Regions from separate parts of the Sus scrofa genome. Here regions 2 and 3 are each linked to region 1. Evidence: chromatin contacts called from public Hi-C and HiChIP or PLAC-seq data. All regions are on one chromosome and are shown on one strand. The core of a region is the stretch at or near the end of the contact, and the rest is flanking DNA. Distances in the headings are between cores, read along the strand shown. Region 1 overlaps DCAF5 (DDB1- and CUL4-associated factor 5). Region 2 overlaps ACTN1 (actinin, alpha 1). Region 3 overlaps ACTN1 (actinin, alpha 1).

Region 1 (3,031 bases), core at 178-2,677:
CCTCCCAGTCAGGAATTATACATTAAAGGAGAACTGCCACACCATGTCACCAGATCACATCAATTCCATCTGCTCCTAAACCAGCCATTATCTAGCAGGTCTGCATATACTCCAAAACCTCTTAAGCTTTCTAAGTTCTTTATCAGTAAATGAACCAGAATATGGTTTAATCCATGAGTAAAATCTTAACACAGGATTGCTAATACCTGAAACTCCTAGTTTTTAGGAATTCCACAAATGCCTTAATATTACATGCAAAACTATGTACATATGTACATTTTTCTTAAATGAATATTCAAAGATTTTATACTTTCAAAGAGGTTCAGGATTCAAAGAGTTACAAATAAACAAGTTATCTTCATGCTACCTTCGCTTTATAAAAGTCTACTAAAATATTCACCTAAAAAATACATACAACAAGGAATTCCTCTGCCACAGCATTCTGTGTTCCGCTCTCCCTCACTAGCCCGTGGAAAAGACTATCATCACTTTATCTCTATAACACAAGTGGCAGCACACCTACAGGAAAAGGTAGGTACAATCATAGACAAGGGAGTAAGTCTAGTTCTGGTTCTGCTACTGATTAGATCTGCTGTTTCAAACTACTCTAGACCTTAGTTTCACATGGGGATGAAACCTGTCCAACTACACCCAAAGGTTGCTAGGAAGATTAATATGATATGAAACTGCTTTAAAAGCTAAAGGGCTAAATATACATGATATAAAAGACAGACAAGGAGAAGAAGAAAAAGTTAGCCTAAAGACACAGAGCAAGTCAAAGGATGGAACCCAAGAGTTGAATCTCCCTCTATTAAAAGTAGGCCTTTACTTAAGCTGAAGGGGAACATATGGCACGCTAGGCTCCCAAGAGTTTAATCAGGGCTGCATGGAGTTTTTGCTTTTTTTTTTTTTTTTTAAAGCAAAGTTATAACTTTCTAGGGTGCCTCACTGGCCTGGAGCACACTTCCCAGCAAATTCCTGCACCTCTGTTATATTCGTATAATGTCAACACAGAAAGGTTGAGTGGTGATGTAATGTCTGAGGCCAGGCCATGTATTCAAGCCATTCTGTTGCATTCCCAGGGAAGAAGTCAGCTCTTTTCTCCACGGGATGAGATACTATGACTTAATGATCATGACGTTAGGGGCCTTGCCATCTATCAAGTTCAAAAGAAAGGCATGTATAAGTGACCCCAATGTTCAGACACTCCAGGGATCAATCCTTTCAAGAAAACTTTATTATACTTTCTCCTTCCTTCCCCACCCCAGTTTCAGCAAGATACAGGGATTACTAAGCCAGGTATTAGATGAGACTAAAGCAAGAGAAGATTTAAAAATTACCACCTGACCATTTCCAGGCCATACACATACCCATTAGCCTGAAAGACTTACTTCCCAGAAGCCTGAGCTGCTGCTCTGCTGGACTCTCACAATCTAGGGCAAGAGCCATTTAAGGAATTGTGAAAGAAAGGGAACAAAAGCCGGGTGCTGTCTTACAAATGTGTGCCAGAAAAGCTAGCAGGTGGAAAACTGGCCTTCCCTTTTAACCCTGTGAAGAGATTGGCTCACTGAGTAGAGAGCTGAGTATGAAGCTTGGGAGATAGAATGCATCCAGTCAGGCTTCAGGGAGAAAACGAAAAGCAAACAAAAAATCCAAATATGGGAGTTCCCGTCATGGCGCAATAAGCAAACCATGTATTTTTAGCCAAAAGTAGGGAAGACAAGAGACTATACAGGGCTTTGAATGAAAATCTCAAAGAGGGTCTGCCTGGCAGTCATATGAATGTGTCTACCACAGCATCAGGCACACTGTAGATGCTCAGTAATTATCTGCTTTCTTATTTTATAAGACTGGGGGCAGGGATGGAGGGTAAGAGCAGGAACTCAGGAAAGGTTCAGTAGAAAACAGGAAAAAAGAACAGGTCTCCATTCACCTATGAGTTGGTGAAAGACCAAGAAATTAAACATGACAAAAAAACATCCTGATGAAGCACAGAGGTTTGAATCTGGTGGTGCTAGAACAGAATAGGTGTTGTGGTACATAGGTTTCTTTGATCCATACTATGAAGTATGAATTTGCTGTAATATTTAAAATCAGGAAACTTCACATTAAAAAAAAAATCTTTATCTCTGGCTTCCCTTGAAAAAACCCAAAGGCCTTCTTGGCAACAGTGGGCTGAAGCTGAGTCAAAGCTTTACTTTATGGCATTGATTTGGATTTAGAATGGGGTGGCCGCTCCAGCTGGCCACAGGCCCCACTACTCCCTACTTTTTACTTCTAGCACAAAACACCCATTTCTCTGCTTGCCTTGCTTCTGTTGGCATTAGGTTGTGACCTCTTGTAGAATTAAAGGAGTCTCTACTGAAAGCTCAAAACTCTGTATTATAGTCCCACTCAGCTACAAATCTGTATTTGTCTTAACTGTGTACCTAACCTCTCTAAGCCTGTTTTCTCATCTGTAAAAGGAAGGACTGCACAAAAGAATCTCTAATAACTCTATAGTTAGAATTGATTTTCAATAGTGGCAGTGAGCATGGGGAAGTCACGAAGTAGGTTCAGCTGGTTTTATACTTTATCCCAAGCCCAAGTTCTTGAAATTGTAGTTGTATTTGGGGAGCTAATGAATTACCTAGTGAACCTAGGATAATCTGATAAGAAGTATAGGCTCTCTGGCATAATATCTGGTTTGATTTATGTGGACTGAGTAATCTTACTGAAATTACAAGCCAGAAGACCGTCTCAGATAGGTAAGTCACTTACTGCCTTTCTTGACCGTGTTCATTCCTATTATGGAAATTCTCAGATTCTTCTCTACAAAGGTTACTTACCCAGCCTATGACTAAATGAAGAGTTCCAGAGCACAGAGCCCCAAGCTGTGGGCATTCTCAAAGTATACAAGAATAAGCTCAAATATAAAGACCAATATAAGGAAAGGGTAGGCTTTGGAATTTGAAAGCAGATAGAAAGATCCTGTCTGAACCAGTCAAAGAATATACACATCAGTTCAGTTTTGTAGATCATACTGTAATCG
Region 2 (3,031 bases), core at 382-2,881, 160 kb before region 1:
GCACCTGGACTCAATGCTCAGCCTAGAGTCTCAGGGCACGGCAGTGAACAAAACACCCCGAGTCCTTGCCCTGTGCAACAGACATTCTAGTGGATGCAAAAATTAGACAAATGGGAGTTTCCATTGTGGCTCAGCAGGTTAAGAATCCAGCACTGTCTCCATGAGGATGCAGGTTTGATCCCTGGCCTCGCTCAGTGGATTAAGGATCCAGCATTGTCGCAAGTGTAGATCACAGATGTGGCTCAAATCCAGATCCAGATCCGGTATTGTCATGGCTGTGGCACAGGCTGCAGCTATAGCTCCAATTCGACCCCTGGCCCAGGAGCCGCAGGTGCGGCCATAAAAAAGAAAATAAAATTGAGACAACGGGGTGAAGGAGCAAAGTAAAGAACCCATGCAAAGTGGGAGGGTCCTGGGAGATCCAACCGCACCTGAACGGCATCAGGGCAGAGGGGTGACGGGCCAAACACGCCTCTCGGGACCCTCTGGAGGTAGAAGCCCAGAGGAAAGGGGATGCAACAGGGCAAGAAATACTCAGTATCTCCTGCGGTCCCCATCCCCTGATGCTGGCATTGCAAACCTAGCAGGGGCTGAGGGACTACTTAGTTTTTCTTTTCCTTTGGTTGTACTTTTTTTTTTTTTTTTTTTGCCTTTTTTGCCTTTTACGGCCCCACCTGCGGCATTTGGAGGTTCCCAGGCTAGGGGTCTAATCGGAGCTGTAGCCACTGGCCTGCCTACACCACAGCCCCAGCAATGCCAGACTGGAGCCACGTCTGTGACCTACACCACAGCTCACCACCACGATGGATCCTTAACCCACTGAGCGAGGCCAGGGATCAAACCCGCCACCTCATGGTTCCAAGTCGGATTCGTTTCTGCTGCGCCACAAGGGAAACTCCTGCTGTACATGTCTTGATGCAAAAAATATTAAAGGATTTCAAAAATCTTTAAAATAAATATAGTTTGTGGTTCCTTATTCTCTCGCAGCTGCTCTCTGTCCACATAGGCGCTTCTGCCCAGGTGTCATCACACTCTAAGTTCACGGCAGGGCGGGGCAGGGTGGGGCATTTACCACCGTCAGTTATTTCCACAGCCTTTGCTCTCTTCTCCCTCCAGGGCCCTCACCCAGCCCCTGCTTGGGGTCTTCTCAGGAGGGAAGGAAGTAGATCCCCCCAGCAGCTCAAAGGGATAGTTTCAGGTCCAACAAGGCCCAGGGCCTGGTGGGAATCGGCAGCACCCCCAGCTGGGAAATCTGTTTACTACCCAGTCGTTGGGGGTGGGGGGGGAGAGGAAGGAGGAAGAGGCCGGGTGTGTGTAAAAAAGATACCACTTTTGCAAAGAGGAAAAGTGCTGTTGAAAGCAGCCAGCCCCACTTCCTGGAGACGCCAAGGCCCGGAGGCTGAAAAGCACCTGTGTTTGCCCAGATTCCAGCCCCCCATGCGCACCCCCCCCCCACCGCTGCACACCCCCCCTACAAAGCCGGGTCTCTGAGGCTGCACTTAGCTAAAATCCCCAAGCGCCCAGCCCGGCCCCCACAGGTAACTGCCATGAAGGGGGCCTCCAGCACCTCCCCCGCAGGAAGCTTCCCCCAGCAAGAAGCACCCAGCTCGAAGCTCAGGCCATAGAGGAAAGGGTGGGGTAACTCAGTGATTAAGTACATGCACTTGGGGGGAACCAGATGCGGTTCAGCGCTTAGATCCACTCTGTACCACCGTGTGAGCCACAGACTCACCTGCCTAAACCTCAGGTCCCTCAGCAATAAAGTAGCGGAGTGGGAGCACTTCACAGAAGTCAAGGGCATTAACTAAAAAATGTCTCAGGGGGACCTGCCTCTTAGAAGGTGCCCAATAAATGGTAAGAGGGAGGAGAAAAATTAGCTGCCCTGGAACCTGCCTGGGGAGGGGCCTCAGAGGTCCCTGCCCTCTGTGCTCCCACCCGCACCTCCTCCTTGCCTCCCACCCCTACAAGTGCTGCACTGGGTCCCCAAGATGATACCTTGTGTCTGAGGACCCTCCTTGACCAGGCGCTGATGCATTACAGGGAGAGAGGCTGTGACTTTGACGGTGGCCTGGTGGGTCCCCAGCAGAGGAGGCTGATGGGGCCAAGGAGGGGAGAGCAGGCCCAGAGGTGAGGTCCTCCACGCACACCCCTCCTCACAGCCACACCCCTCCTCCAGCACGGGGAGGCCCTGACCTTGACACCCCAGCTCCCACAGGATGACAGAGGGAGCACCCACCCCTTAGCAGGAGGAAAAGCCAACAGCCATAAGGGATGCCCATGGCTAGAGGGCCTGGCCCCAAGGGCCTCCAGCCCGGACACCCCAGAAGGGTGGGCACTGCTATGCCAATAGGGTTATGGTCTGGCCTCATCTAGATAGTGGGCAGGGGGCCATTTTACTGCCTCACCCCCAATCAGGCCCTGCCCTAGCTGACTTCCTCTGCTCCGGCGTCCCTGCTCTGGCTCACAGCCAGAGTAAGGAGACAGGAGGAGCTTAGGGGCCTTCAGTGGACTCACTCTGAGCTCAGGGATGCAGACGAGTCTCAGGAAAGGGCCCGGGTACCATGCTGGAAGTGCTCCCAGAGCTACGGTGAGGGCTGGGTCCCTTCTCACAGCCCCTCTCCCCACAGCCTCAAGGGCCCTGGACAGAGAGGGCAGTGCTGGCAGAGAACCTGGACTCCTGCTCAATTTCCCACTTGACCTTAAAGCACAGACCCACGTTGCATCTGGTATAAAGGGGATTTTAGGAGGCAAAGACGTAACTATCCTGCAGTTGTGGTTCAAGGTTGCATTGGGGCTGGCCAGGCTCCATCAGGAGGTGGGGGAGTATAGGACACCTGAGCTGGACTGAGACCCACGGAGTTGATGGAGAGAGAGAAGCATCGTTGTCTGCCTTCTCTGTGGGTCTCACAGTCCTGCTCTCACACAGAATCCTCTCCGAGCTTTCCATTACATCTTTAGCAAGTATCCTGTCCCTATACTTCCTTTAAAATGTCTTCAGAAGGCAAGTGCCTCTTAGCATATGACTCTGAGC
Region 3 (3,031 bases), core at 340-2,839, 140 kb before region 1:
TCAGTCCCATCCCCATGAACACACCGGCAGGGATGCAGGCTTGCACTCTGGTCCAGTGTTCCCCTGACCAGCTGGACTGGCCTTGCCTCAGTTTTCTCATCTGTAACTTGAAGGGGATGGACCTTCTGCCATCAAAGGCTCTTGTCAGCTCTGAAGCTCTCGGCGTCTGTAAGAACTACTGATGCGCCAGAACTGAGAAAGGCTGGAGAAGACAGGACACAGCCTTGGAACAGGACGGCTTCAGAACGGATGCTCAGAAGGAAACACAAGGCTTCGAACTGGAACACAAGCACCTCCACCCTCAGGCCAGGCCACCCACTCATTCATTCATCTAATATTTTCTGAGCTCTTATCCTGTGCCAAGGGACCATGCCAGTGCTGGAAAACAACGGTGAGTCAGGAAGCCTTTGAGGCTCTTACAGCTCGTGAGTGTCGCCACCAAGTATCAAGACCTGCCATCACAACCCTGGTCCCCAAGGCCAGCCCTTTGAGGGAGCAGAGCCTGGAAGAGTAACGCAAACAGCAGGCAGAAGGGGAAGCCTTATGGGGCCCCCAAAAGAGCCCCGAACCAAACTGAGAGGAAAGTGTGGTATGAATGCCAAGTCGGCTGCCCATTTGCTGTGTGACTTTGGACAAGCTTCTTCAGCTCTCTGGGCCTCGAGTTCCTTATCTGTCAAAAGGGGACTGGGTCTGGTCTCTGCAGGACCTGCCAGCTCTGACAACCTAGGCATCCTGGACGCAAGCCCCCTCCACCCCTGGATTGCGGTCAAGAGGCCTGCAGGAGCCAGGAGCACTGCTGACCCGTCTAGGACCTGCAGGCTCCAGACGAGCCGAGCTGACAGCCGGCCAGCTCTGGCAGTTCGGCAGCTCAGCCTGCAAAGGCCAGCTGCTGGAGGCCATCCGAAGGCAAATGACTGCTTTAACCTCAGGGACAAAACGGATGTCGAAGTTTTCTCAAAGTTGCAAGCATTTTGCTTGAGATGGGGTCAGAGGGCCAGAAGGAAGCTCTGTGCACTCCCTGTGCCCCACTGCCCAGTACGGAAAGTGGAGCCCCCCCCCACCCCATCTCTGCCCGACTTGAATCATAAACACAGCCCTTTTCTGAAGGGAAGGGCTTAACACAAACCAGATGCAGCAGGGACTTTCCCCCACCCCCTCCTGGCCCTAAAATTAAACGTTCAGTGCCCCCTCTGCCAAACTTCACTTGAAGGCCAAGCCTTAAAGAGCCAGCGTCTCTGGTTCTCACCCTCCCAGGCTCTCCGTCACAGCCCCTCTTCAACAAAATGTCAAGGTCCCCAAGTGGCAAGTACCAATGGGGGGGGCGGGCAGAAGTGCCCAGCACCCCTGCAGGCCAGACACAGATTCAAAAGGAGAGACCACTGGGGAAGAAGGCTGATGGCCCACCAGCAGCCCAGAGGGGACCAAAGGGGAGCCTTCCAGGAGGGGATCTTGAGCAGGGAGTCCGGCCCTGGGGGGGCCATGAGTGGGGCTTGCAGACAGAGCACAGGCAACCCACAGGGCGCCTGCCTGTGCAACAGCCCTGTCCCTGGAGACTGAGATTCCTGGAAGAGTTCACTTCCTGGACTTCAGTTTCCAGTCTTTAGAAAATGGGGTGAATCACAGGCATTTATTTAACTCTGATCTCATTCAAGGCGGTGATGACCCGGATAGAACTCAGGGGAACTGGACTCTTGCTGAGCTTTGCAGGCTTCCTGCCTGCCAGGCTGGTTGCTCCAGGGTCCTGAAAGCTCTCCTGGTCCTACAGATCCTTCCAACCTCCGCGAGGTCCGGAACAGCCACTCACCTGCCCCTCCCCCGCCATGCCCCCAGGCCATACCAGGGCCACACTTCAGCAGCCAACACTGATCAGCTTGCCCAGCACATCCTGTCTCCCCAGCGAGGTGACACATTCCCTGCTCTCAAGCTGAGGGGACCATGTCTTACCCACTCTGTCTGCTCCATGGAACCCAGCGGTGAACACACCAAAGCGCTCAGACAGGACCGTTAAATCTCACCAAGCTGCCATTCCTCCAGCAAAGGAACCAGGTGATAGCAGAAAAACATTTGGGGAGGAATGTTGTTTGGACAGAAATTTACTGACTTGCTAAAACATCTGAATCCTTTTTTTTTTTTTTTTTTTTTTTGGGTTTTTTTTTGTGTGTGTGTCTTTTTAGGGCCACACCTGCGGCATATGGAGGTTCCAAGGCTAGGGATCTAATCGGAGCTGTAGCCGCTGGCCTCTGCCAGAGCCACAGCAACGTCAGATCTGAGCCTCATCTGTGACCTACACCACAGCTCCTGTCAATGTGAGATCCTTAAGCCACTGAGCGAGGCCAGGGATCGAACCTGCAACCTCACGGTTCCTAGTCGGATTTGTTTCCTCTGCGCCACGACGGGAACGCTGCCATTTTCTCTTTTGTACGTTATCTTCCTGTTTACCCGGGTTTTACAGTTGCAACCGATCATAACATATATATTATATAAAGTTCCCCCACTTTCAACAGTCTGTGGAACATTTTATTCCTGTGTAATCTTCCTAAATGTCATTGAAAGGCTGAAAAAATGTTCCACCACCATGTGTCAGGATGGTTTGTTACATCCCCCCCCCCCCCCAACGTTAGTGAGACATGGAAGCCTTCCCTTTGGCTCTGGTGGAGAGCACAGAGAACATTCTGAAGCATTTCTTTGTTTTAGCTGGACAGTCTCCTCAGGACACAATCCTGGGGGTGCAAGGACCTGGCCCAAATGTAAGAACATTTTCATTGCTTCTGCCGCGTCTCCAGCTTCAGCGCACTGGAGGTCCTCTTTCTTAAATCTTAGCTCTGAGGCCCACTCCTCTCTACCCATCCTCCTTGTAAGCCTAGTCCCTTATGCCATCAGTGGACCTGCTGGGGCTCCCCTGATGCCTTCCCAACCAGACCCAATGCCCCCTCATTTGTGAGGCCCCCGATCCCCTTCTACACCGTGACCCCCGTGGCGCCACATCTCCCTGGCAAAACTCCTACTAGGCAGAGAGGCTGCCAGATGGTTC

The links. Hi-C and Micro-C count contacts between places; a contact is called where the count stands out from the background. HiChIP or PLAC-seq counts read pairs in DNA pulled down with a chosen protein or histone mark.
Region 2: a contact with region 1 is called in a Hi-C map of liver, with 2.1 times the contacts expected there. The contact joins two enhancer-like sites. A contact is called at or near these places in 1 of 5 promoter capture datasets (liver), 25 of 47 Hi-C or Micro-C datasets (alveolar macrophages, blood, brain and 13 more) and 2 of 2 datasets of contacts at active chromatin or transcription factors (alveolar macrophages and skeletal muscle).
Region 3: a contact with region 1 is called in an H3K27ac HiChIP or PLAC-seq map of alveolar macrophages. The contact joins two enhancer-like sites. A contact is called at or near these places in 1 of 47 Hi-C or Micro-C datasets (embryonic fibroblasts) and 2 of 2 datasets of contacts at active chromatin or transcription factors (alveolar macrophages and skeletal muscle).

The regions. Positions count from the first base shown.
Region 1 is chr7:92,752,639-92,755,669 of Sscrofa11.1, forward strand. The region is part of intron 6 of DCAF5 (DDB1- and CUL4-associated factor 5); the gene reads right to left. Among named protein-coding and RNA genes, the nearest start is that of DCAF5, 59 kb to the right of the region's middle. Within about 2 kb of position 1,428, at least 22 of the 83 cell types and tissues checked have an H3K27ac peak or open chromatin away from gene starts, as enhancers often do. A contact at or near this core is called in alveolar macrophages, liver and retroperitoneal adipose tissue, where this site is marked.
Region 2 is chr7:92,588,265-92,591,295 of Sscrofa11.1, forward strand. All of the region lies in intron 1 of ACTN1 (actinin, alpha 1), which reads right to left. Among named protein-coding and RNA genes, the nearest start is that of ACTN1, 55 kb to the right of the region's middle. Within about 2 kb of position 1,632, at least 22 of the 83 cell types and tissues checked have an H3K27ac peak or open chromatin away from gene starts, as enhancers often do. A contact at or near this core is called in alveolar macrophages, liver and retroperitoneal adipose tissue, where this site is marked.
Region 3 is chr7:92,612,667-92,615,697 of Sscrofa11.1, forward strand. The region is part of intron 1 of ACTN1 (actinin, alpha 1); the gene reads right to left. Among named protein-coding and RNA genes, the nearest start is that of ACTN1, 31 kb to the right of the region's middle. Within about 2 kb of position 1,590, at least 32 of the 83 cell types and tissues checked have an H3K27ac peak or open chromatin away from gene starts, as enhancers often do. A contact at or near this core is called in alveolar macrophages, where this site is marked.